2 separate regions of the Zea mays genome follow, and region 1 is linked to region 2. Evidence: chromatin contacts called from public Hi-C data. All regions are on one chromosome and are shown on one strand. The core of a region is the stretch at or near the end of the contact, and the rest is flanking DNA. Distances in the headings are between cores, read along the strand shown.

The links. Hi-C and Micro-C count contacts between places; a contact is called where the count stands out from the background.
Region 1: a Hi-C map of leaf shows a contact between it and region 2, with 5 times the contacts expected there. The contact joins the promoter of LOC100273815 here to the enhancer-like site in region 2. A contact is called at or near these places in 2 of 25 Hi-C or Micro-C datasets (endosperm and leaf).

What each region holds. Positions count from the first base shown.
Region 1 is chr3:140,247,472-140,253,676 of Zm-B73-REFERENCE-NAM-5.0, reverse strand. It overlaps LOC100273815 (O-fucosyltransferase family protein), which reads right to left and starts at 4,855. Exons shown (of 11, transcript NM_001360458.1): 1 at 4,667-4,855; 2 at 1,956-2,023; 3 at 1,618-1,706; 4 at 1,346-1,523. The coding sequence starts at 2,000.
Region 2 is chr3:140,050,171-140,056,346 of Zm-B73-REFERENCE-NAM-5.0, reverse strand. No RefSeq gene overlaps it. Among protein-coding and RNA genes, the nearest start is that of LOC542605, 5.6 kb to the left of the region's middle. Within about 2 kb of position 4,581, at least 19 of the 20 cell types and tissues checked have an H3K27ac peak or open chromatin away from gene starts, as enhancers often do. A contact at or near this core is called in endosperm and leaf, where this site is marked.

The sequences.
Region 1 (6,205 bases), core at 3,606-6,105, 200 kb before region 2:
GCTCGCGGCGGTGAGGGAGGTGGCGGCGAGCGCAGGCCCCCACGCCCCTGCCACCAGCGCCTGCGCGCCCGCAGGGTAGGCGGCGGCGGCTGGGAGGGGGTGGGGAGGGAACGGGGCGGCCGGGGGAGCGCGCGCGATGGAGCGGGGCAGAGCAGCGGCGGCGCGAGCGCCAGGGGCTGCTGCGCGTGCCCAGGAGGAAGAGGAGAGGGGAGGAAACATGTGGGAATACAGGGGGGAGGAGGCTGCTGCTCGCCGGCCATGAAGGGGACGGTGGCGCGGCCGCGGATGGGCGGCTCGGGTGCGTCGCGGGGAGGCGGGACCTTGGGCCGCGGCACGCAGGAGCAGGGTCAACTTCCGGGGCAGCTTCCGGGGTGGCGTGCGCGGGTCTGGGCGCGTTCGCGGGTGTGGCCGGGCTTCGGTCGGCCTGGGCGCTCGGCCGGGCGGGGCGGGGACGGTGGCGCGGCCGCGGACGGGCGGCCGGGGCGTCCTGGCGGTGGTCCGGCTCCGCAAAGGCGCACGGCGGGCGCACGGCGCGGCTCCTGGCGACGTGCGTACCCGACGGCTGGGGAGGCGCTCGGCCGGGCGGGGCGGGGACGGCGGCGCGGCCGCGGACGGGCAGCCGAGGCGTCCTGGCGGCGGTCCGGCTCCGCGGGGGCGCGCGGGGCTGGGCGCGGCCGGGCGGGGCGCGTCGCCTGGCGGCGTGCGTACCCGGCGGCTGGGAAGGCGCTCGGCCGGGAGAGGCGGGGACGGCGGCACGGCCGGGCGGCCGGGGCGTCCTGGCGGCGGGCGTGGATGAGAGCAGGGGAGGCGGCTGGCTACCCTAGCTGAGTACCCGGCGGCTGGGGAGGGGAGGGAGGAAGAGAAACCCTAGCTGGATACCATGTTGGATAGATTAGAATAATGGGCCAACCCTAGAGAGGGTGGCTATATAGAGTTCATACACGGGCCTCATGGGCCTAGCCACATGGGCCTAATCCATATACTCTAACACTCCTCATAACTCAGTTTGCATTTGTGGCTTAATAACAATGCTCAAAACAATTTTATTTCAAATCTATCACAGAAATGTATTGAGGAAAGCTACTTCAGGCAATTACCCCTGAAACATAGAAAATCCTAATAAACACATCCATGAGAAAGTACAGCGCCATACTACATACAAGCAACATCCAGAAATCGTTATTTCTCTCCCTATATCATTGCAACAAGAACTACTACCGTGACATCCTCAACTCATTTTGCACGAACTGGAACCACCATATCATAAAAATCAATTCAACATTAAATAATAAGCAGCAAAAAGGAGAACTTCCTTAGTTTGGTGTTTGAAATGTAACTGAACTACCTTCTGATTCTTCCAGAGCTCTTTCACTTCCTCATAATAACTTGCACCGGACCATGAGGTGAAATGTTTCCGGGCTCTTGGAGCAGATTGCAAACTTCCAGGCAAGTCACTCACAATGTGGACATCTCCTTCCAAAGCCTTAATAAAATGAGGCTCATCAAATATGTCTTTAAATGTACTGTAGATAGTGGTGGGAGTTGTTAAACAAAAAAATAAGGAGCAATCAGACAGAATATATGGCAATAGCTAAACTATAACCTAATACTCAGAACCTGGTATCTTGCCAGAAGGATCGCTTATCTAACTGAGGGATAACAAGTGTTGCATTCACCAAACGGGCAACTGCAACCATATCACAGATCTGCAGAGGGAAGATTAGGCTAAGACTAAATATAGGAAACCAGAATTTTCTGGAGAAACATACAGAAACTATTAATAACAATAACTGAGTCAAACATAACATAGATTAATCAGAAGACACCAGCAAAAAAACCAGGAACAAATCTTTCTAACAAGAATATATTACTATATAACTATAGATGCAAAAGCATGCTCACATAAGATAGACAAATATAAAGCTTAGAGTTAAGTCTTGGTGCAATGGACTTACTCCAGTGCGCATTTGGTTGAGTCCTCCATTACTTCTAACAGTCATGTAGCTGTCTGACTTGCCTTGAACTGATAATACAAAAGCGATTGTTAGAGCCATCAACAGAAATGATAATGACAGAAACATTATCACAATACCAGTATACCACATACACATATGCATCATTACGCATGAGTGATGTTATCAGATTGCGTATATACAGAGAAGGATACATATAATTGGCTGTGCAAAGAATAATTACAAGAATGAGTTCCAATTTGGTCATTGTTGTGTTGCTCCTATGTTCCTAGATCAGATAACGTACATATACTATTTTTTAATAAATTAAAAAAGTGTAAAATCAAACCTTCTTGTTTAAATTTCTAGCTTGTACAATCAAAACCACTATAACAAAAATATATATTATACCCGTCTCAGAAAATGGGTAAAGATGATATCAGGAGCGTGAATCATATGCATGAGTTGGTGTCAACAAGAGCTGGATTATCCACTAATTTGTACCCTAAAATCAACTGCGGCCAAGAGCTAACATTTGATATCATGGAGACCTCAAGCATTTCATATTAATAAAATAACCATGATGACTTTGATTTATTATATAAAAAAAATGGTGCAAAGAAAATAAAGTTTACCCTTATATCTAGAGGTTGGTGTAACACAAGCATGATAACCATAACCATTAGAAGCCCACAGTTGATCATTTGACACCTGAACATAAAGTATTGCTTCAATTCAATGACAATTAGATTTTCTAAGAGTGGTAGCATAACTAGCCTTCATAAATAAATCTGTTAATATCAGTTTTGCTTCACTAGAATGCAAAGCATGCAAATTGACTTTACATGCTAAATATCCAAAAGTATATAAGCCTATGCTGACCTGTGAATCTTCTATTGCCCATGTTAGTGCATACAAAACATTAGTACCATAAGAAACTTTACTAAAGAAAAAAACATCAGTCCAATTTCGAATTTGATCATCCAAAATAAGGGTGTCAAAACTCAAAAGTAAGCATTAAAGTTTTCTCTCATGCCCTTCTGAAGTTTCTCGCATTGTTTTCAGGTCGGGCGACCAGCTGGTCGTTCCAGAGGACCGACCAGGCGCCTAATCGCGATTAGGGTGACGATTAGGACGCTTAATCGGTCCTGGTCGACCTCTGGTCGTCCCCTAATCGTCCTATATATTTCTGGGCATATGTATATATAATATGATATATGTATATATAAGCAATACTGCAATAGGTATTATATAAGTATGAAATTGAAACTGAGTAACAGACTGAAAGGCAATATAGGCATATAGCACTATAGCAGAACTGAAACTGAAATATTGAATACAAGGCTACAAGCAGTAATGCAGTACCTACTACCTAGAGCATATCATCATCCAAGCAAAAAGCAGCAGCAGCTTCTCCAACAGATTCAGATTCATCAGAATTCAGACAATAGGAAAGATAGGAAAGGGGGAGAAGGGGGGGAACCTTGAGATGAGGAGCTCATCTCGTCGCTAGTGTTTTGGAGACACCGCCGGTGTTCTGGAGCTGCTGCTGGTGTTCTAGAGCCGCAGCCTGTGTTCTGGACTTGGCAGAGGAGAGGAAAAGTTTCAAGGGATGACAAGGGGTGGTGGCGCATTGCCTTTATACTACTGTAGATGGGCCTAAAAATAGAAGCCCAGTGGCCCACTAGAAAACCCTAGCAGCTTGGACAAATCCTGGTCGATTTACCATCTAGTCGGATGACTAATCACCCCTAATCGACGACTAGTCGGACGACCTGGACGACTTGATACTCTAGTCGAGTCGTCCGGTTGATCGGCCACTACCAGGCGACCTGCCCGACTAATCGCGATTAGTCGGATGACTTGAAAACAGTGGTTCGCGAAAGGGCGTCTAGCGTAATGGTTAAGGCTTCCGATTAGCACCTCCAGGTCCCGAGTTCGATCCCCCTCGAGGGCGAAGTTCGGACTTGTTTTAAAAAATCCTCTCGTTGTGCCCCGCCCGCTCCCGGGTTACGTCATATGTGTCACCCTCCGGCCGGGCCGTTGTAGAGTGAGAGGTGATGGCCCGCTAGTGATGGTGGTCAGGGTTCAGAGATTTTGAGATTTTCTCGTCCGGGGCCATATTTCTGTCTCTTTTTAATATAATACCGGGAGGGCGGTCCTTCCCTCCCCGGCCAAGTTTTTTTTCTGGAGTTTCTCAAGCTAATAGTTTTAATCTCTCTCCCTAGATAGAATATTTCACTTTACCCTCACAACAGTATCTGGAGTTGGCCTATCCTTAGTCACGTGATGGCATGAATGTTTAAGATTGGTCTACCCTTGTCGCCAACAACTAGTGTTATACTGGCAGTAATTTCAGGAGCAATTTGCTCTCTGTAGCTAAATTCTTTTGTTAAAGGACACCAACAATCTGGCCTGCAGTTGGTACTAGTTTAACGAAGATCAATTGGTATGTTACTATGTTGCATTGCATATATGGATAGAACGCAATGCCTAGAATCTGTTTCGGTCTTATTATTATTTGCTTCTCTATCAACAACCAGGAAAATGAGATTAAATTGAGTACCAACGTGAGCACAAACAAGGCAATTTCGTGCATTCAGCAACTGCATTACACAAAAAAACCGATGCCTAGCTAACCAATGCGTGCAGTGAAACCTCAACAAGCAGCAAGCTACCAGTAACCAAAATGAAGGAAGGATCGCGAAACGGGCCTGGTGGGGCGGGTCCGGGCGTAGTAGGTCGACCCGAACGACCTGGTGCAGGGAGGAGACGAGGAGGAGCGCAGCGAAGGCGAGGAACAGGCAAGCGCAGCGCGAGATCGGTGACCGTAGGAGCCGCCGGTGGCGGGGGTAGAGGAGCTTCGGCGCCCCGCGAGGTTTCGCCATGGCCGCGAGCGAGAGGGGACGCAACTGCAAGATGGGAACGGTCCGGCCCAGTGGCAAACCGTAGCCTTTGTTACTTCTTTTTGTCGGCCACCGGGCCGGGCTTAGTTTTCCTTACGTTATCCCATTTCTTTACATGGGCTTCGCTCCCAAATTGACTGTATAAATAGTATAGTCTATAATGTAAAACACTATTTTCGCTGACTATATAGATTATATAGATTAACTGTTAGACACGATGTTATAGGACAGCTTATGGCTCCTTTAACACGGCTTTAGCTTCCTAAAAATAGCTTCGATTTAACACGGCTTTAGCTTCCTAAAAATAGCTTTGACTTTGATTTTTCCGTGTAAGCAGCTTTTCTATGAAGCTAAAGCTATATCAAAAACCATTTGGCAATATGGCTTCTATGCTATTTTACAAAATAAATCTTATCTGAATTTTTATATATTCAGTATCATTAATTCAATCTTAAATATAATATATTTTGCATGTATAAAAAAGGTGATTCCCAATAATTATTTTGAACCTCATTGAAAATTGAAAATTTAATATTATAAACTAACGTCCACATATATAAAAATTTGTAAACTATCCATACAAAACTCATGATTGCCGGGCCACCTTGACGGGGAGGTCCCGTCAATGCAGGTACGGCGACGGCTGGGGCAGCGGCTACGGCGAAAACAGAACAATGCGATTATGATTTTATTCGTATGATGGGAGCAGATTTGCAAAAGAGAAGACAAAGCTGTGTGAGCCAATTTTTTTAGCTTCACCAGTCCAATATAAGAGCTAGTTTGAGAGCTCCATTTTTTCGAGGAATTCTATTTTCTCGTGGAAAAATGAACTAATTTCTCTTGAGAAAATAGAGTTTTCAAACTAAACCTAAAATGAAAAAGTGTTTTTACTGAAAGTCATCTATTATAATATTGTTTGGTACAGCTCATAAAAAATGTGAAGCCACAGTAGAAGCCCCTAGCGAGAAACCCTGCCAAAGGGTTTCTGGTGGGCTTAAGCTGGGACCTGATCGTGGAGAAACTGTGGTCGGGAGCTTTTAAAAATATTAAGAGAAAAACATAGAATTTGTTGTTTTCAACCTGCTCCCCACTCTTCAACCTCTCAAGAACCACTTCACGGATTATTTGTCAAATAATTTTTGTAGATATATTCAATTCTGCTAAAGAGTAATTCGAAATACTCTATTCAAGAATCAGCTCTCCGAGCTAGAGAATCATAGAGTGGAGCTATGCCAAATGAGACCTAAGAGTGTTTAGATATTGCTACTAAATTTTAGTCCATGTCATATTGAATGTTTGAATGCTAATTATAGTCTCATTTTATATATTTGAGGTCTCTTGTCCATT
Region 2 (6,176 bases), core at 3,332-5,831:
GGCTTACACCTAGTTCCTAATTAATTTTGGTGGTTGAATTGCCCAACACAAATAATTGGAATAACTAGTTTGCTCTAGTGCATAAGTTATACAGGTGTCAAAGGTTCACACTTAGCCAATAAAAAGACCAAGAATTGGGTTCAACAAAGGGGCAAAGGGATAACCGAAGTGCTCCCTGGTCTGGCGCACCGGACTGTCCGGTGCACCAGGGGACTTCACGCTGAACTCTTCACCTTCGGGAAAATCCAGAGGCGCTCCGCTATAATTCACCGGACTGTCCGGTGTACACCGGACAGTGTCCGGTGCCCCAGGGAAGAGCGACTCTGGAACTCGCCAGCTTCGGGAATTCGCTCCGCTATAATTCACCGGACGTGTCCGGTGTACACCGGACTGTCCGGTGAGCCAGCAGAGCAACGACTACTTCGCGCCAACGGTCACCTGCAGAAGCATTAAATGCGCGCCAGAGCGCGCAGAAGTCAGGCACGCGCGAAGTGGCGCACCGGACACTCTACAGTGCATGTCCGGTGCGCCACCGGACATCCAGGCGGGCCCAGCAGTCAGAGCTCCAACGGTCGGAACCCAACGGTCTAGTGACGTGGCTGGCGCACCGGACACTGTCCGGTGTGCACCGGACTGTCCGGTGCACCATGCGACAGACAGCCTCCACCAAACGGCTAGTTTGGTGGTTGGGGTTATAAATACCCCCAACCACCCCACATTCAAGTCATCCAAGTTTTCACACTTCCAACCACTTACAAGAGCTAGGAATTCAATACAAGACACACCCAAGTGATCAAATCCTCTCCCAATTCCACAAAAGCTTTTGTGACTAGAGAGCGATTTGTTGTGTTCTTTTGAGCTCTTGCGCTTGGATTGCTTTCTTCTTTCTCATTCTTTCTTGTGATCAATACTCACTTGTAACCAAGGCAAAAGACACCAATTGTGTGGTGGTCCTTGCGGGGAAGTTTTGTTCCCGGTTGATTTGAGAAGAGAAAGCTCATTCGGTCCAAGGGACCGTTTGAGAGAGGGAAGGGGTTGAAAAAGACCTGGCCTTTGTGGCCTCCTCAACGGGGAGTAGGTTTGCGAGAACCGAACCTCGGTAAAACAAATCCTTGTGTCTCACTTCTTTATTCGCTTGCGATTTGTTTTTCACCCTCTCTCGTGGACTCGATTATATTTCTAACGCTAACCCGACTTGTAGTTATGATTAACTTTGTAAATTTCAGTTTCGCCCTATTCACCCCCCCTCTAGGCGACTTTCACTAGACAAATGAAGTCATGAAAGATGTGCCCAAATTGTATAAGTTGAGGCTGCTTTGAGTGCACCGGACCAGTCTGGTGTGCACCAGGCCAGTCATTGGACTTGGCACTAATAGAGCATGTTTTTGGGACTTTGGAGCTTAGCACACAGGCTTGGTACAGTGTGCCACCGGGCCACCCTCCGGACTCAACACGTAGAGAGCTTGTTTGATGGACTTCAACAGATGGTGCACCAGACTAGTTTGATGTGCAACAGACGCATAGTACATCTAATGGTCAAAAGCAGAAGATCCAATGGTCTGCTGATGTGGTGCTAACGTGGCAGGTCTAGTGTGCTACTTAACCAGTATGGTGCACACTAACAAGATGACAACTTTAACCAACGATCATAGTGAGAGGTATGGTGTACCATAGAACCAGACTGGTTCGGTGTGGCCAGTTTTTGTAGTGGACTAGGCTTTTGGAGCGTATAAATACTACTCTAACCAATTGATACAACATCAAAGAATGCTAGAGCAACACCTCCAAGTGATCCAAGTGATCCGAGTGTCCCAAGTGACCCAAATTGAGTAGTGAGCTTAGTGATAACCATTCTTTATGAGAAAGCAGGTTGTGCACTTGTGTTGAGGTAAAGTGTGGAGTGTGTTGTGATCATTGAGTCTTGGAGTTAAGCTCCCATTGAGATTGTAAAGTGAGTAAGAGCTTCCAAGTTGTAGAGAGCTTTACGAAAACTCCGTCTCACCATTAAGCTAAGAGAATGGAACTCAAGTTTGATCCTAGTGATCACTTGAGTGAAGAAAGGGTTGAGAGAGGCCTAGACCTTTGTGGACTCCTGAATGGAGACGTAGGTTTCTTTGTGTATCGAAACTCTAGTAAACAAATTGTGGTATCTTTGTGTTTTCATATTGATTTGCTTTGCCCTTTCCTACCTAACTTCATACTTGTGTTGCTCTTATTTTACATATAACATTGTTGCTAAGTTCAATTACAAACTTACATTTATTAGCAACATATCGCCAGTATTGAACTTGAACTTACTCTAATCTAACCACTCTTGTTCTAATGCTTAAAGTTATAACTCTCGGATCAAGTTTTGTTGTTTGAGCTAAAATTTTAGGTTTCTCCTGTTCACCCTCTCTAGGCGACTTTCAAACACCCTAACACTTAAAATTTTAGGTTTCTCCTATTACACACTTACATTTTAGATTTGTTGTTTCTCTGGTCTTTCAAGGAGAACATGTTCTCTATTATGTAGGAGAGTAGGCTTAATAGGTTAAGTTTGTGGGGGCCGACGAACTTAATAGGTTAAGTTCATGGGGGCGATAGTGTTAACGGTACTGTCACACCTGGATTTAAGGGCAAACCCTGGCGCGTCTCAAATGTGTGCTAGGATCATATCTCATACATACGATGACTCATGGTACAGAAATTAATGTCACATCTTTATTACATATAGGGGTTCTGTACAAAATAACTAAATAAATACATCATATGATGGCAACAATCCTCTGCAACCATAGTTGACTGGGAGACGACGGTCTAGACCTTTTCGAACTCATCGTAGCATCAATTATGCTCCTCATCTTGGCGGTACCTATTCTTGACCTCGTGTGAGTATAGCAAGGGTGAGCTCACATGCGTTCATTGCTCAGCAAATGTGGGAAAAAGTGTAGTGTAAGGCTTACCAAGGAAAATGGTTAAGGCTGAGCATTGCTTTTAGTGTTGGTCAAAAATCTATTAGCAATTATTAAGTATAAGTCAATACCAACCCAATTAAATAATTGATCTCAATGATGAATAAATCTCACAATGCAATGCAAATGAAAGGTTAAGTTTAATTCCATAACTTACTCATGTGAGGGTCTGGGCCGCTCTTGACCGTGAGCATGACTGATATACCAGTTTTACATCCTGCAAAAGGTTGTGCATCTTTACCCACAAGTCGTGTTACCCATTTGCCAAGCAATCTCGACTCCCATTCATCTCTACCGAGGAGACGAGGCAGAGTAGCACTACAAAGCCTTTCCAAAATTCCACTAGTTTTAGAAAACCCATTGCGGTTTCAGGCAAAAGGAAGCACATGAATCCCTCGTCCGAACAGCTATCACAAACAGTTCGACTCGAGAGCCTCCCCATACTCTGTAGCGATTCACTCCCGGCTTCCCCCTTTCGGGTAAGGTAATCTTTCCCTAGCTTTCTAAATTAATTGGCCAACCTTATGGTAGCACTGTTTTCTCGGGTGGTCGCTCCATGTTCCAATTAACAAAATGATCTTATCATGAACAATAATTAAACCAACAATAATAATAGAGCATGATCATAATTTAAATGTAATATTAGTCCCAAAACCAGGTAGAGCAATAGCAAGACTACCCAATAGTTCATTTGTTTGCAAGGTGTAGGATAAACAAACTACGCAACCTATTAGGTTCCATCAGCTTAACCTAACTATGCCAAGGTGAATAACAGAACATTATTAGGTCAAAGAAAGTGACCAAGGACACAACTTACCTTTTACTTATGATAACATGTTGTCCATATGTCTCCCCAAAACTTGGCCTTCAATTCCCGTTACCTCGTTTCTACACGTAGCAATACATATAGATAGACAAAGAATAGGTAAAAATAACATTACACCAAAGATGAAAACGAACCACACAATAATATTCTATGCGCCGCTACGAGATCGTATGCTCGAGATTCACTAAAATCGGAGTTACGATTAATAAGATATGGTTTTTTTGAAGATTTAGGTGATTAAACATTAAAACTTATGTTTATAAGTTGATTAATATACATCGTGTGAGAAAGATATTCAAAATACAAACTCATCTTTAATCTAAATTATAACTTGATTAGAGATAATATTTTAGTCAAATTATAATTATTCTCAGATTAACTTTAGAAAGGTTAATCTACTAAACATAGATTAAACAAATATCTAATTATAAAAGTGTGACATGATACAACTAATGTTGTTACTATATAGCCAATTTTATTACGAAGCTAACGCGACTTCAATGGACTAAAATGAACTTAAAATGAATAAGATATGGTTTATCTAGATTTCTATTCTTTTTATATTGACTTTAAACTCTAAATCAGTCTACATGGGTCTATTTGGAGAGTCCAGTGAGTGGTTTGCAATTTTAAAAGTTAACCCGAGGGCTTTGCTATGAAAAACAGGATGGCGGGTTAATTTCGAAGTACTTCAGGGACTCTTTAGCTAAATTGCCTCGGCTCACAACAAGTGTTACTTCCTTACCATTGGATCTAGATCCGATGGCTGAAAACAAACCATCGAACCGGTACGCGATATGGGCCCTAGGATCTTAGATCCATGGCCTAGAATAGATCGTGAAGCGGTATCTTCAACAGCCACAGGATCCAAGTTCTATACCTCTGATTTAATTTATCCTATTTTGATATCACCCACTTGATCACGATTCGAGAGTTCGGATTGATTACGCCAAAGTGATACGTGTTGTCTAATCGAAATTGCTCGTTGTTGGATCAACGGGCCAGAACCCATCGCCCACCCCCAACCGACTTTGGGCAGCGCCGCCAAGCCCCCGTGGTGGAGGCCATCATCGGCGAGTGCGAAACTTTGCCTAGGCTTGCAACCCTTGAACCTGACGTGATCTACGTGATGGCGAACACTTAGCAAGAAATCTCACCATTGTCGGCGTTGTGGTGAGGCCGACCCGCAGTGTGGAGCGGATCCACGACACCCATGGTACGACGGCGAGAAATTCATCGACACCCACTCAATCACGCGCCCGTAATCATTCGCACGCCCCTTCGTTGGATCTTGGTGAAGTTCCTTGTGTAACCGTCGCGGCCCGCACGGCGGTGAAGATTACCAGCGACAGCTCCCCCTTTATCTTCTCTCTATCTCACGATGAGGCGTATACTTTGGCCAACCTAAGGATTAACAACGCGGCGCCCTCGAATTTATAGGCAGGGACGACCCAGGAGGTGCTCAGCTGGCCGGATCGAGCGAACCTAACGCGCTTCTACCAATGGAATTCTGTTATTCCGCTCGCCACTGCATCGTCTGCATGACGTCAACGAACGGCAGACCTGCTGGGCCCACACACCAGTGGCTGGAGCAGAACACGGTGTGGCTAATGAGGAATTGGGGAGCGATCCCCACCTGACGGCTCGCGCTCGCGCTTGGGCTGGCGAAAAGGAGAAACGAGCCAGGGTGGGTGAATTCAGCCCAAGTAAGCTATTTCCCTTTTCTATTTTTGTTTCTGTTTTCTTTTTCAAACTTCTAGTTGAATTCAAATGCAAATCTAAGTTTGGGGTTTCATAAAATGCACAATCCAAAACCCAACATGAATACATAAATTTATTTTAATTAATTAATTTATTTATTTATACAAAAAATGGTATCAATTATGCAACCCACACATTATATCTTTTAGGAAAATATTATATTTGAATATGGGATCAAATCAAAAGTTACTCAAAACGATTATTAATATATAATATTTTACATTAGTTATGTTAAATCAAATATTTTTAAGGAGTGCTTTAATTATATAGTTTATAGAGAAAATAAAAATAGATTAGAAATCTTTCTTTTATTTATTGTTCCAACCTTTAGTTTAAAGATTTGGATTTAAGTTTTGGATATCAAACTCTTATTTTTGTTATTCAACTACTTTAGAGATATAAAGGAAATAATTTATTATTAGAAGTCATTTTTTCTCAAATCTTTTGGAGAAACTTTTAAAAATCCCAAAATAAGATTTTAGGTGTTACAGGCACCCACGAACTTAAGTCAAATTAAAGTCGTCGTCACCCACATTCTTAGTATCACCCACAAACATTTACCAATTTCCTGGTGTGAACAATGAGTTGTATCTCATGAGATTGCTCAACCACAAAGCGATTATCAACTATGTTGT